Linked DNA regions of Hordeum vulgare: region 2 is linked to region 1. The links are chromatin contacts, called in public Hi-C maps. All regions are on one chromosome and are shown on one strand. Each heading gives the region's core, a stretch centred on a gene start, on an enhancer-like site or on the middle of the called end of the contact. The rest is flanking DNA. Distances are from core to core; before and after follow the strand shown. Region 1 has its middle 250 kb from the start of LOC123402403. Region 2 has its middle 100 kb from the start of LOC123402403.

Evidence for each region. A called contact is a pair of places that touch in the nucleus more often than the background predicts.
Region 2: a contact with region 1 is called in a Hi-C map of leaf, with 4 times the contacts expected there. The contact joins two enhancer-like sites. A contact is called at or near these places in 1 of 6 Hi-C or Micro-C datasets (leaf) and 1 of 1 datasets of contacts at active chromatin or transcription factors (embryo).

What each region holds. Positions count from the first base shown.
Region 1 is chr6H:34,270,405-34,276,528 of MorexV3_pseudomolecules_assembly, reverse strand. No RefSeq gene overlaps it. Among protein-coding and RNA genes, the nearest start is that of LOC123402403, 250 kb to the left of the region's middle. Within about 2 kb of position 2,763, at least 3 of the 3 cell types and tissues checked have open chromatin away from gene starts, as enhancers often do. A contact at or near this core is called in leaf, where this site is marked.
Region 2 is chr6H:34,416,642-34,422,765 of MorexV3_pseudomolecules_assembly, reverse strand. No RefSeq gene overlaps it. Among protein-coding and RNA genes, the nearest start is that of LOC123402403, 100 kb to the left of the region's middle. Within about 2 kb of position 3,800, at least 3 of the 3 cell types and tissues checked have open chromatin away from gene starts, as enhancers often do. A contact at or near this core is called in leaf, where this site is marked.

The DNA of each region.
Region 1 (6,124 bases), core at 1,514-4,013:
TCGCGGCGACGGCGAAAGCCATGTCCGGAAACTTGGCATGCGCGGTACAACGAAAACGATCGAGTTTTATTCGTGTTTGTACAGTGATGCCTGGGAACTTTGCATGTTTGTACAGTGAAAAGAGCGCCCGAGTAGCCAAACAAAAGCATGGTCTTCAGGTTTCATTCAGAATGATTGCCGATAGCTAAGGCCCTGTTTGAAACCACCTAGATTATATAATTCAGTTTTTATAATCTATTATGTTTTCAAACAGGATAACTTATAGTGTAGATTATAAAAACTAGATGGATAGATTATTAAAAACTCATAATCTACTCTATACTAGCTAAAATCAGATTATGGATTGCTAATGACCCATTACCCTTGTAAAGTTGGAGATAATAACATTTCTACCACCGCTACCCTCCTCTTTTAAAAAAACAGAGGGTAGATAGGCCTCCAAACATGTTCACCTAAATTATTTTTATAAACCAGATTATATAATTTATCTTCATAATCCAGATTATCATAATCTATTATGGTTCCAAACAGGGCCTAAGTCATTGTAGATGACAGCAAAGGTTGGTTAAATCGGACAAGTTTTTTGGTTTTGACATTTTATGCTAACAAATTCTGAAATCAACGTCACTTTTAATTATTATTATTGAGTCTGGTCTCTTTTGCTGACGCCAACACCTCTGACGTCTGGTTTGCATGTGGTACGGGCTTGCATGACCGGCTGATCCGTTGAGTCTTCGATGTGTCAAAGGGCGAGCGAGACGCCGGGACTCTAGCGTCTAGTACCAAACATCAAGGACCTTAGCGAGACGTCGGGACTCTGGCATCTAGTACCAAACATCAAAGGCACATAGGGTCCTTGGCGTCAACCCTTTGACGCGTCAGAGACTTAACAGATCAGTTGAACATGCAAGTCGGTACCAGACGCGGGTAGGTCAGATTCGGAATTTTATTAAAAGTAAGATCAATTTTGAATTTTGTTAGGCCAAAAGGTCAAAACAAACAATTGTCCCGTTAAATCCGCCCTGGTTTATGGGGCAAAAGGAGTCACCTAGTACAAAACTAGCTCATTGAATGGTGAAAGATTCCAACTAAAAATAGGCAATTATTTGCTTAACAATGGTTCATATCACTAGATTCACTATTCATATCAACAGCACATGTCATAATCAATCGCTATTCAGAAAATATGACGGCCATTCAGGAAGACTCACGTCCCAACAATCAGATGCACACTGTCAATTCAACCCACAGAGGAAATACTGTTGACGAGCCAGGAAATGATTATGAACATCTAATCTGAAGTTGCATACAACGGAAGAGTCACTTTGGATTCGACCAGTTTACTGTTACAAACTCACTTGTCTGTTTTGCTACAGTCAACTGTTTGCACAAAACCAGGTTGCAAGTTCATTCTGATACAACCACATGGTACAACACAACTATCGAAATATCCAGGAAGCAACAGAAGAGCACAAACCTGGCACAATTTCAAAAAGAAAAATTGGATCACAGATAGGATCGAGATTAGCCCGCTACATCCTGTGCAGTGTAGTGGTCAAAAGAAGCATACAAAAAAGAGCTCCCTACACTCCTATCCCTATGTACACTTTGATACTTGTGCCCATTCACTTCATCATTGCACCTTACAGGTCATAAGCTCTTCAACGAATATGATAGGTCTGGAATCAAAAGGCTGAAATTCTGCCAAAGAAAAGAACAGGGCTCTACACATTACATGTTTCAAATATCTGGAATTAGAATCTGTCCTGAAGGCAATTCAGAGCAGAGTACAGCAAATGTGCTAAATAAAGCATATGGAGACACATGCAGCCCATGTATCCTCCCAGAAGAAGTCGTCCACAATTCCCAGTATCTATCTGCAGAGCAGAGAGCTGCTAGCCCCCCTACTACATGTAGTAAAATGATAGCAGCATCCATCTACATCAATAAATGTTGTGCACACTTCAATCAGGGTATCAGGCCAAATACTGAATCTACTATTTACATGTGCACGAGACCCGCCCCACGATCCAAATCGAAATTCGCGTCATGGCTAGATTATTCGAACCATCTCGTAGCATCCCATACAGCACAATTATTTTGGGGGGCTCAATTTGCACCGCAACCTGGAACGAATCCTTCGATTTGGGTCGGCTCAACTTGCACTACAACCTGGAACGAATCCTGACACACACAAAAAGAGAGGATTAGATCGGTCAGGCACATCGCCGAATTCCGTTAGATCGCACAAGCAACAACAATTAAAGCTGGGCGCCGGATCTGGATCTAGCGAATTTCCTAATCCAGGCAAACATCAGGACGCCTCGAGCAAAAAAACGGGATCGCGCATAGAAATCGGCAGCGAGTAGCAGCAATCAGCCACCAGCCTCCGACCGATCGAACCAGGCAGGCGCCAGAGCACCGACCAATTCGGGCGGGCGCGGGGAGGGAGCGAAAGCGGTGGCGGTGGTCGCTGCGCCGGCTCCGATTCACTTGGTGCAAGGCGGGATCCGGCCCTTCGGGGCGGGCGGAGGGTCCCGATCTGCACCAAGCGAGCCCGAGGCGGCGGCGACGGACGGGCGCGGAGGAGGAGACGATCGGTCGACCGATCCCGATCCGGCGGGCCGGCGGTGGACTTTGCGGGTGGGGTGGGGGGGCGTGCTACCTACGGCGACTGGTCGCTGCGTGGAAGGGGAGAGGAGGAGGGGCGCGGGCTTTATAGCTGGGCTGGGGGAGGTGGGGATTCGGGCGAGCATATTAGGGCGGGGTAGGTGGGCCCGCGCCCGCAGCACAGGCATGTGCGCCGCTCCTCTCCTCTCCTCGGCGCGGCGCAGCGGCATGCCTCGTCCGATCACTCCCCTGCGGCTCTTGGAGAAAGGGGATTTTTTTTCCTTTTCTACTACTACTATCACTACCACACAAGGATTTGATGGTGGTGTGTGTATATTTGCTCTGTTCCTTGTCTTTCTAAATTCCTTCTTTGTCATGGTGGTGAAATGGACTGGTTCTTTCCGCATCAAGGGTTTCCTTTCCTTTTTGAAATCGCTTGTTTCGGATTTGATTTGATATCGGGTCACCACCCGTGTTGGAATTATAGCAAATAAAACAAATGAAATGGGTTGTTCATTGTCACAAATGGAAAGGGGATTTCGTGGGTACCTCTGCTGATTTGATAGAACCGTGAACGTCAACGCATCGACGGATCTTTAGGGTTCGCTAGAGCCCAACATATCGACAATTTTAAAGGGACTCCGTAAGGGGTATGCCAACTTCTCCAAAGAGTTTGGCACCAGATCCGATCAATGGGAGGGAAATTGACGAGTCATGAAAGAAGATGTGACGGCAATATCGGAGAGGAGGCTCACTTGAGTGGTATGGTATTGTTGCTAGCATCGAGGTGAGCACGACGAGTGAATTGTAGGCTAGGTTTTCAACTAGAAGAAGATGTGGGTGGCGGCGGTCCATCGGTTTGGAGTCTAGGATTAGAGATAGAGAAGGTATATATATGAGGGTGTAGATAATGAGAACCGTTGGATTGGATCCAAGGGTTGACATATGTTCTCTTATAGGGTTAGGGTTTGTAAGTGAGTGAAGGGCCGGCGGCAGCACTCATTTCTATTGTTGTTACGTGGAATTTTGGCCCAAAAATCATATTGGGTCTTATTCAGTGGCCACGCGTCTTTTATTCTTATCATTATGGTTTTGTAAGTTGGGAAAATGTTGGCTAATGTATCGAGAAAAAAAACTAATCACATAAACGGAACTAGGTGCCTCAAATGAACCAATATTGACAACGCTTGTTCTTATGTAAAGATGACAACGCACAATATATCTTGGGGGCAAGAAAGCGAGTACGAAACAAATGGATTATATCCCATCGACTCTACCATATTAGGAAAACAATGATGCCTGTCGCACTAAAATAGCAATTAGTGGTCATCACCTTGAAAGGAAAATCTTTATTTTTGTCAAATGGTACAAAGATTTGCCCAAAGGTTTGATTCAACTTATTTTCTTGCTATAAAGCAATTTTGGAGTTAAAAAATCCATATTATCCTTCTGATTTCTAAGGCAATGAGACATTTCTCGTGAGGAAAAACGCCTGTTTATTTCACATAACCTTCCAACTAGTAGCAAATACTCACGTGTTAGTGTGGAAATGACACATCAAGTGGAGGTATCTATGTTGTGGACATGAGTGTCATGTTAAAATGTATGCCGCCTCATGGTAATCGTCAACATCGTAGTATTTTTGTCAACCATTATGCACCTATTTGGTTTCTTCTTTCCATTTGTACGTCTTTTCTTGTACGATCATTTGTGATTCTATAAGGGGTGATAATTACCTCGATCTAGATAGGATCCTTGTAGTATCATGTCTTTTTTCCTCGAGACCCTAGATTTTGTCTAACCATAGGAAGTATGGTGGTACTGAGGGACAATTTACAAATTCTTAGTGTCTCAATCGTCCTTTGTTTTGCCGCATCGAATGTTGCAAGTACTTGCACTACAAAATATGCTTTATTCAGTGACAAAAATACTAGTGACGAAACATGAAACATCGTCAAAGTTCATTTCCAGTGATGGTCCACCGTCACGAGGTTTTTACCCCGAGGGAGCGCCCTCGATAACTTTGGCGATGTTTCAAGCTGATTTTTGGCGACGTATTGGGCCGTCATTAGGCATGTTCATTTTCTGCGACAAGTCTCGGTGTCACAGTAAATGTTGGTGGGTCCTTCTTTCTAAATGTAAATAGAAGAATAATAGGTAATTATTTTCTGCTTGATTCATTTAGCGGGATCTCGTTTCATAATAGCGGGAACTTGGAATTGGGATCGTCTGGTTCCATCATAACAAATGGAATTAGTACCGTCGGCTTAGACGTGAATCAACATCGACCAATGCCTAGTGATATTATACTATCATTCTAGGATAATTTTCTGGTTCCATCATAACAAATGGAATTAGTACCGTCGGCTTAGACGTGAATCAACATCTACCCAATGCCTAGTGATATTATACTATCATTCCAGGATAATTTTTTGATTGTTTCATGCTATTATACTATTATTCTAGGATAGTTTTTGAGTAATAATTTACCAATTTATATTATTTTTGAGCACTAAAATATTAACCTGGTGCCTAGTGCCAGTTGTTGTTTCTTGCGTGTTTTTTTACTTTTCAGATTTATAGTACCAAACAAAGTATAACTTCCCCAAAACGTTTTTATGATTTTTTGTGGACCAAAAGAAGACCTGGAAGCCTCGGGAGAAGACCGGAGGCTAGGGGGGTCGGCGTGCCCTGTTGTCTTGCCCCTTCATGGTGGCCCTCCTACCTTCGTTCTTTGGCCTATAAATTCACATAGATTCCAAAAACCCTCAAGAAGATCGCGAAACACTTTTTTCACCATCACAAGTCTCTGTTTTGTGACGATCTTATCTGGAGCTCCGTTCCAGCACCGTGCCAGAGGGGATGGATCACGGAGGGCCTCGTCATCAACCTTGTTGCCCTCATGATGATGTGGGATAGTTCACCACAGACCTACGGGTCCATAGTTACTACCTAGATGTCTCTCTCTCTTTCTCTCTGATCTTCAATACAATGATCATCGCATCTCCGTTTTGATCCATCTGATGTAATACTTTTGTATGGTGCGTCTGTTGGAATCCGATGAATGGTGGGTTTATGTTCAGATTATTCATAAAAAGTATTTGAGTCACCTCTGATTATTATGATTCTTAATTGCATGATCATCGTAGCTTCATAAATCTCTCTGATCTATCGAATTGCTTTGGCCAACTAGCTTGAAAGTTATGCAGTTAGAGAGGTGTGTTGTAGTGGGTTCAACCTAACGGGTTTCCATATCCAAGTGACAGAGGAGGACAAGGTACGTCTTTGTGTTGTTGCTACTAAGGATAAACCATGTGGTTTATTGATATTTATTGAGTTTACTTTGTCTACATCATCTCATTTTTCTCCAAGCATTACTCTGTTTGTCATGAACTTAATACATAGAGAGGCAAGCATAGAAGCGCTCTTGAAGTGGAGTAATAGTAGTAGGTACACGCAGGAGTCGGCCTTTTTGCTTACGGACGTCATGCCTATATACACATGATCATTGCCG
Region 2 (6,124 bases), core at 2,551-5,050, 150 kb before region 1:
TTCTTGGGTTAGGATGTTCTATAGGATGACAAGGCATGAGTGGACGAGGGATGGTAGAGCCTTGAAGTGGCCAAGTAGAATGAGGAAGAACATCAATGCAGGCTGTAATTTTGGCTATCCGTCGGTAGTTCCAAATGCCTCCAATACCTATGTCTATCAAAAACCTCAATTGTGCAAAGATGCAACAAATAATACACTCAATGATACTGGATAATTCCAAGGCATGGAAGTGAAAAGTATGAACTAAGCTATTCATCTCCTCACTGGCAAACCCTCGCTCTTTATAGATCATGTGAATGGTGGATAGTGACGTAAATATTGTACTTGGGTGGGCAAGTAGCAGAGGATCTTTTATTTTAGGAAAAATAATCCATTTGTTCTATATCCACACACAGTTCACTATCAGTCAATTTCTATGGCTAAGAAAGGGTTGTGTCTCCATGCTTAGGCCTTGGCCATCGTGGAGCAAGGTGAGTGATAGGGTTTGTTGGTATTTTTGGGTGTTTAAATATTCTTTTTCTCTTTTTATATTTTGCCTTTTTCAATTTATTTTTCCATATATTTTTCGTACTTTTTGTAATATAAGGTGATCCTTTTCCGAATATATGGTGAACTTTTTTTGGTGTGTACGATGAACACCTTTTTAATATACGATGAACATTTCTGTTGTATATATTGAACAAGTTTGAATATCTGATGAACTTTTTAAATTATACTGTGAGCATTTTTTGAAAACACGTTGAATACTTATTTAATATACAGTAAACTTTTTCCACGTGAAGGTTTGTCTATTATACATTGAACTTGTTCAAACACATATTGAACACTTTTCTGAAAATCTTCAAAAGATGTTCAACATCTCAAAAAATATTCACATTTTTAGAAATTGTTACAAAATAACCAACCAAAAAGCTGGTTGGGGACTGTACATCTTCACCACAGTGTCTACTTTCATATAGTGTATTGGCCCTAACAGTGTCAGCTTGCAATAGTGTGTTGATTGTTACTACATCCCAAGCCAGCCGACCCGTTCGAGTCGCACCTATGCGAAGGCGAGGGTGTTTGCCGTTTGCATGCATCCTATAGAACCTCTAGCATTAAGCATCGAATTGCCAGCCTCCGGCACAGGGGAGCGCCCGACTATGCCTGCCCACTGGTGCACTGTAGTGGATGGTTTTTAAATTTATTTTCATTATGTTTTTCCCTGAGTATGACTTTTTCATATGAAGATATTTTTAAATTTACGAACTGTTTTGTAACAAGTGAAAAGAATTATGGAAATGCAAAAGTTTTTTAATATTTCTTCACACATTGTTTAAAACGAGATCATTTCCAGAAAACTGGAACATTTTATAAATTTTTATTTTTTTAAATAGAATAAGTATTCTCAATTTTTTTATAAAATTATGAATGCAGGAACATTTTTGAAATTATAGACAATTATTAATAAGGAAAAATATTTTTGAAAACTCACAAAATTTTTTTGAGATGAAATTGAATTTGTGAACAAAATTTTAAAAGGGGGACATTTTATTAAATTCCAAACAATATTTGAAAATAAATATTTTTCGAAAATTCCTGAAGATTTTTCAATGTGCAAACATATTTTATCTGAATAAAGTTTGGACATGGAAATGGTTATTTGATTTTTTTTAAACAGTACTTAAAATTACCAAACATATTTATCACAAAAACAATTACGAAAATGAAACAAATAAAAAGAAAACTGTTAAGACAGAAGGAAAAAGAAGAAAAACAGAACTAAACTTTCGAGAAGGTTTGCAGTACCGGAAGCAACGTCCAACTCTCCTAGCATAAAATGGACCGACCGGCTTGGTCAAGTTTGTGTGACGCGCCGACTACTTGACGTCACAAGAGCTATATTTCGCTTATACAAGACTATGTAGAATATATTTTGCTCCTAAATTTATTATATTTATTTTTTATATTTGGAAACATAAACAAAACTGAAAAGCAGCAAATAAAAAAGATGAAAAAGTACAAAGCAGAAAACGAGGTTGTGGCCTCCCATGCATCTGGACAGGGTCATCTTACTCCTCCTTCAGGCGAGGGTTTCCTCGGTGTTGCTAGAACTGCGGAATAGCAGTGCCCACTTGACGTAGATGGCATATATGACCTCCTACTCGCCGCGCATTGTGGCAAGGAGTCGCGCGCCGCACAGGGGTGGCGCCCCCGACAGGGCCAGCCCATCTTTGGATCTCCCCCAACTGGGCCGGTCCAACTTACTTTTTTGTTTCAAAAAAATTTAATAGTTGTTTTGATATTTTTTCCAAATTCTGGAATATTTTTATAAATTCCGGAACAATTTTTCCACAAATCCGAAACATTTTGACAAAAATTCCGGAACATTTCTTCAAATTCCAGAACATTTATTCAAAATTTTGGAACATTTTATCAAGTTCCAGAACATTTTTTCAAATTCTGGAATATTTTTTAAATTTCAGAACATTTTTCAAATTCCAGAACATTTTTGCAAATTCTGGTACACTTTTTCAAATTCCTGAACATTTTTTGCAAATTCAGAACTTTTTTGAAACAGAAACAGGAAAAAAAGAAACAAAAATAATAAATAATAATAATAAAAAACCGGTTCAAGGAATCTTCTTGAAACTTTCCAAAACCGAAAAAACCCGGCTAAGAAAGTCTATAATGTTCCCAAAACCGGCTGCCTGAGTGGGCTGGCCCAATTCACTCGCTTCAAGAGATGGCCTGTGCGAAAGTCCGATATTTTGATGCAATAAGCTTTAAATAGGATTTTCGGCATATATAATTTTCCGTCCACATCTCCTCTTGACGTTTCGGCCCGGTCTGTGTGAGGCCCATTGTATTAACTCTGACCCATGTGCAGACGGCTTGGGCCCCTTTTATTTCTCAAAGAAAAAAGTGTAGAAGGCGTGGTTGCACTTCAAAGCGAAATTACAGGTGGACCGTGAAAAGAATAATAAATGTCATTGCTTTATGAAATATGTGGTGTTATGCAAAGGTAGATACTCCCCTCATTCTCTTATACAAGGACACTTTGTTTTTCATGTCAAACTTTGACTTATAATTTTTGTCAGCAAAATATGGAGTATATGCCATAAAAATATATTATCGATAAGTTATTTGAAGTGTTCATCCAATGACATACTTTTTATGGCATATAACTCATTTTTATTGATAAAATTAATGGCCAAAGTTAGATATAAAAACATGAAGTGACCTCGTATAAACGAATGAAGTGAGTAACAATGTTTGTTTTGTTTTGAAACAAAATTGTTGTTGTGTATTGAGTGTAGCTCACAAGAGTTGAAGTCCTAAATTTGCATCGATGGCTACATTTTTCCGGATTTATTTTAACGATGACTAGGAAAACGTTTACTACGACTTTATCAACTTCAAAATATCATAGCGACTTACTATTTTAAAATGCTTATAGAGGTACGATGTGGGCGTGTAGCGTTGGTAGGGTCAAGTACACACGCATCAATACGTGTATGTGAGCGTCTAAACCAAAATGTTGTTTGAATCGTCAGATTTGACCAGACTAACTTAACCATCCAAGCTCAGGGCCCTGGGCCGTCGAGCCGAGCCGCGCATTGAATCCCCCGAGAGAGAGATAAATTCCCTCAAAAAAGAAAAGAAAAAAAGAGAGAGAGAGAGATAAATCCACCAGCAAACATCCCGCAGGGGATCCCTCCAAATCGGCAGAGAATTTAACAGCGTCGGAGGGGAGGGGAGGGGAGGGGACCATGGCCGGCCGAGCGAGCATCTCATGCCTTTTCTCACGTGCTCACCCTGTGGTCGGTCTGCTTCTGCCTGCGGAGGGCGCCTGGACCTGGAGCCGGACGGGCAGGGGCAGGGGCCTGGGCTCGACTGGGCCCAGTCCCACCATGTGTGCCGTCCCGACAGATCACTCAAGTTCGCTCGAGCACCGTCTAGCGTTCCTGGTCCCATACGGATCGGCGGCTTTCATTTCCGCTCCTGTACTGTGCTACTGTTCACCGGTGAATTCGAGGCACGCCTGAGTTCGAACGGATCAGCAGCCCGCGAGAGGCTGAAGTTTCACCAAACATGTGCTGGGGTTTTCAACTTTTTGAATGAAGCAGGTGATGTAACATGGGTCAAAAGCCCGGCCCGGGCCGGACCCTCCTCACGCCACCCGGTAGAATTGACATGTGGACAAAACAAATTCATAAACTAGATTGTGTTTAATTTTTTTACTCGGCTGATCTTTGTCTGTGACGCCCGACAGTCAGACACCACACTACAGTGTGTGACGCCTTAGGTAAAGACGTCACACCCTGACCATGCTCGCGCCTTGTGGCGGCCGACCCCACCCCAGCAGTGTGGCGTCTAAGTGAAAGGCGCCACACATGTAATGTGTGACGTTGAGGCCTTAGACGCCATGCTGGCACTTATGAGACCCGCGTGCCGGCTTTCCCCACCCCCACTCCATTCACCTCCATCAACCAGAACACATAGAGAGGTCCCCCTCGAGTCCCCCTCTCTCCCTTTCTCAAATCCCTCCCCAAATCTTGCAGATCTGAAGGCTTGGTCGAGGGATTTGGAACTCAATCCATCCCTTCAGGTAATCTCCCCTCATCCCCCCTCTCATCCAAAAAAAATCTCATTTGCTCAACTTTTTTGTAAATTTAAGCAAACCCTCGTTCTTCATGAATTTTTGGATGTGGATGTTTTTGTTGCACTTGTTTGTATGTTAGGATTAGGGTTCTTTGTATGTAAGATTGAGGGTTGTGTTAGGGTTAGGGATATGTAATGTCAATGTTTACCTGCTCGGCGATAAGCAAATTCTTCTCGTTGGTGTATTGCTTGTACAAAATACTCACATCGCTCGTCACCTCCGATACCACGTCCCACTTGTATTACAGGTGATGGAACATGGGTCAAAAGCCCCGCCCAGGCCGGCCCGCCCTCACGCCACCGGGTAAAATTGACAAAATTGACATGTGGACAAAACAAATTCACAAACTGGACCGCGTTCAATTTTTTAACTCAGCTGACCCTTTTGTGTGATGCCCGACAGCCAGGCGCCACACTACACTGTGTGACGCCTTAGAAAAAGGCTTCACAACCCGGCCATGCTGGTGCCCCGTGGCGGGACGACCCCATCCCCCAGAAGTGTGGCGTCTAAGTGAAAGGCGCCACACATGTAATGTGTGATGCTGAGGCCTTAGATGCCACACTGGCACTTATGAGACCCGCGGGTCGGGCTCCTCCACAACCTCCGCATTCACTTCCACCAACCAGAACACACAGAGAGGCCCCCCTCGAGTTCCCCTCTCCCCCTTTCTCAAATCCCTCCCTAAATCTTGCAGATATGAAGGTTTGGTCGAGGGATTTGGAACTCAATCCCTCCCTTAAGGTAATCTCCCTTGATACCTCCCTCTCATCCAAAAAAATATATCTCATTTGCTCACTTTTTTGCAAATTTGAGCAAACCCTGGTTCTTCGTAAATTTTCGGATGTGGATGTTTTTGTTGCACTTGTTTGTATGTTAGGATTAGGGTTCTTTGTATGTAAGATTGAGGGTTGTGATGGGGTTAGGGATATGTAATGTCAATGTTTACTTGCTCGGTGATAATAAAATTCTTCTCGTTGATGTATTGCTTGTACAAAATATTCACATCGCTCGTCACCTCCGATACCACGTCCCACTTGTATTACAAGTGATGGAACATGGGTCAAAAGCCCCGCCCAGACCGGCCCTCCCTCATGCCACCGGGTAAAATTGACAAAATTGACATGTGGACGAAACAAATTCACAAACTCGACTGCGTTCAATTTTTTTACTCAGCTGATCCTTTTGTGTGACGCCTCACAACCACACACCACACTACACTATGTGACGCCTTAGGCAAATGCGTCACACCCTGGCCACGTTGGCGCCCCGTGGCGGGCCGACCCCACCCCCAGCAGTGTGGCGTCTAAGTGAGAGGCTCCCCACATGTAATGTGTGACGCTGAGGCCTTAGACGCCACACTGGCACTTATGAGACCCGCGGGTCGGCCTCCTCCACCCCCTCCCCATTCATCTCCATCAACCAGAACACAGAGAGAGGTCCCCCTCGAGTTCCCCTCTCCCCCTTTCTCAAATCCCTCCC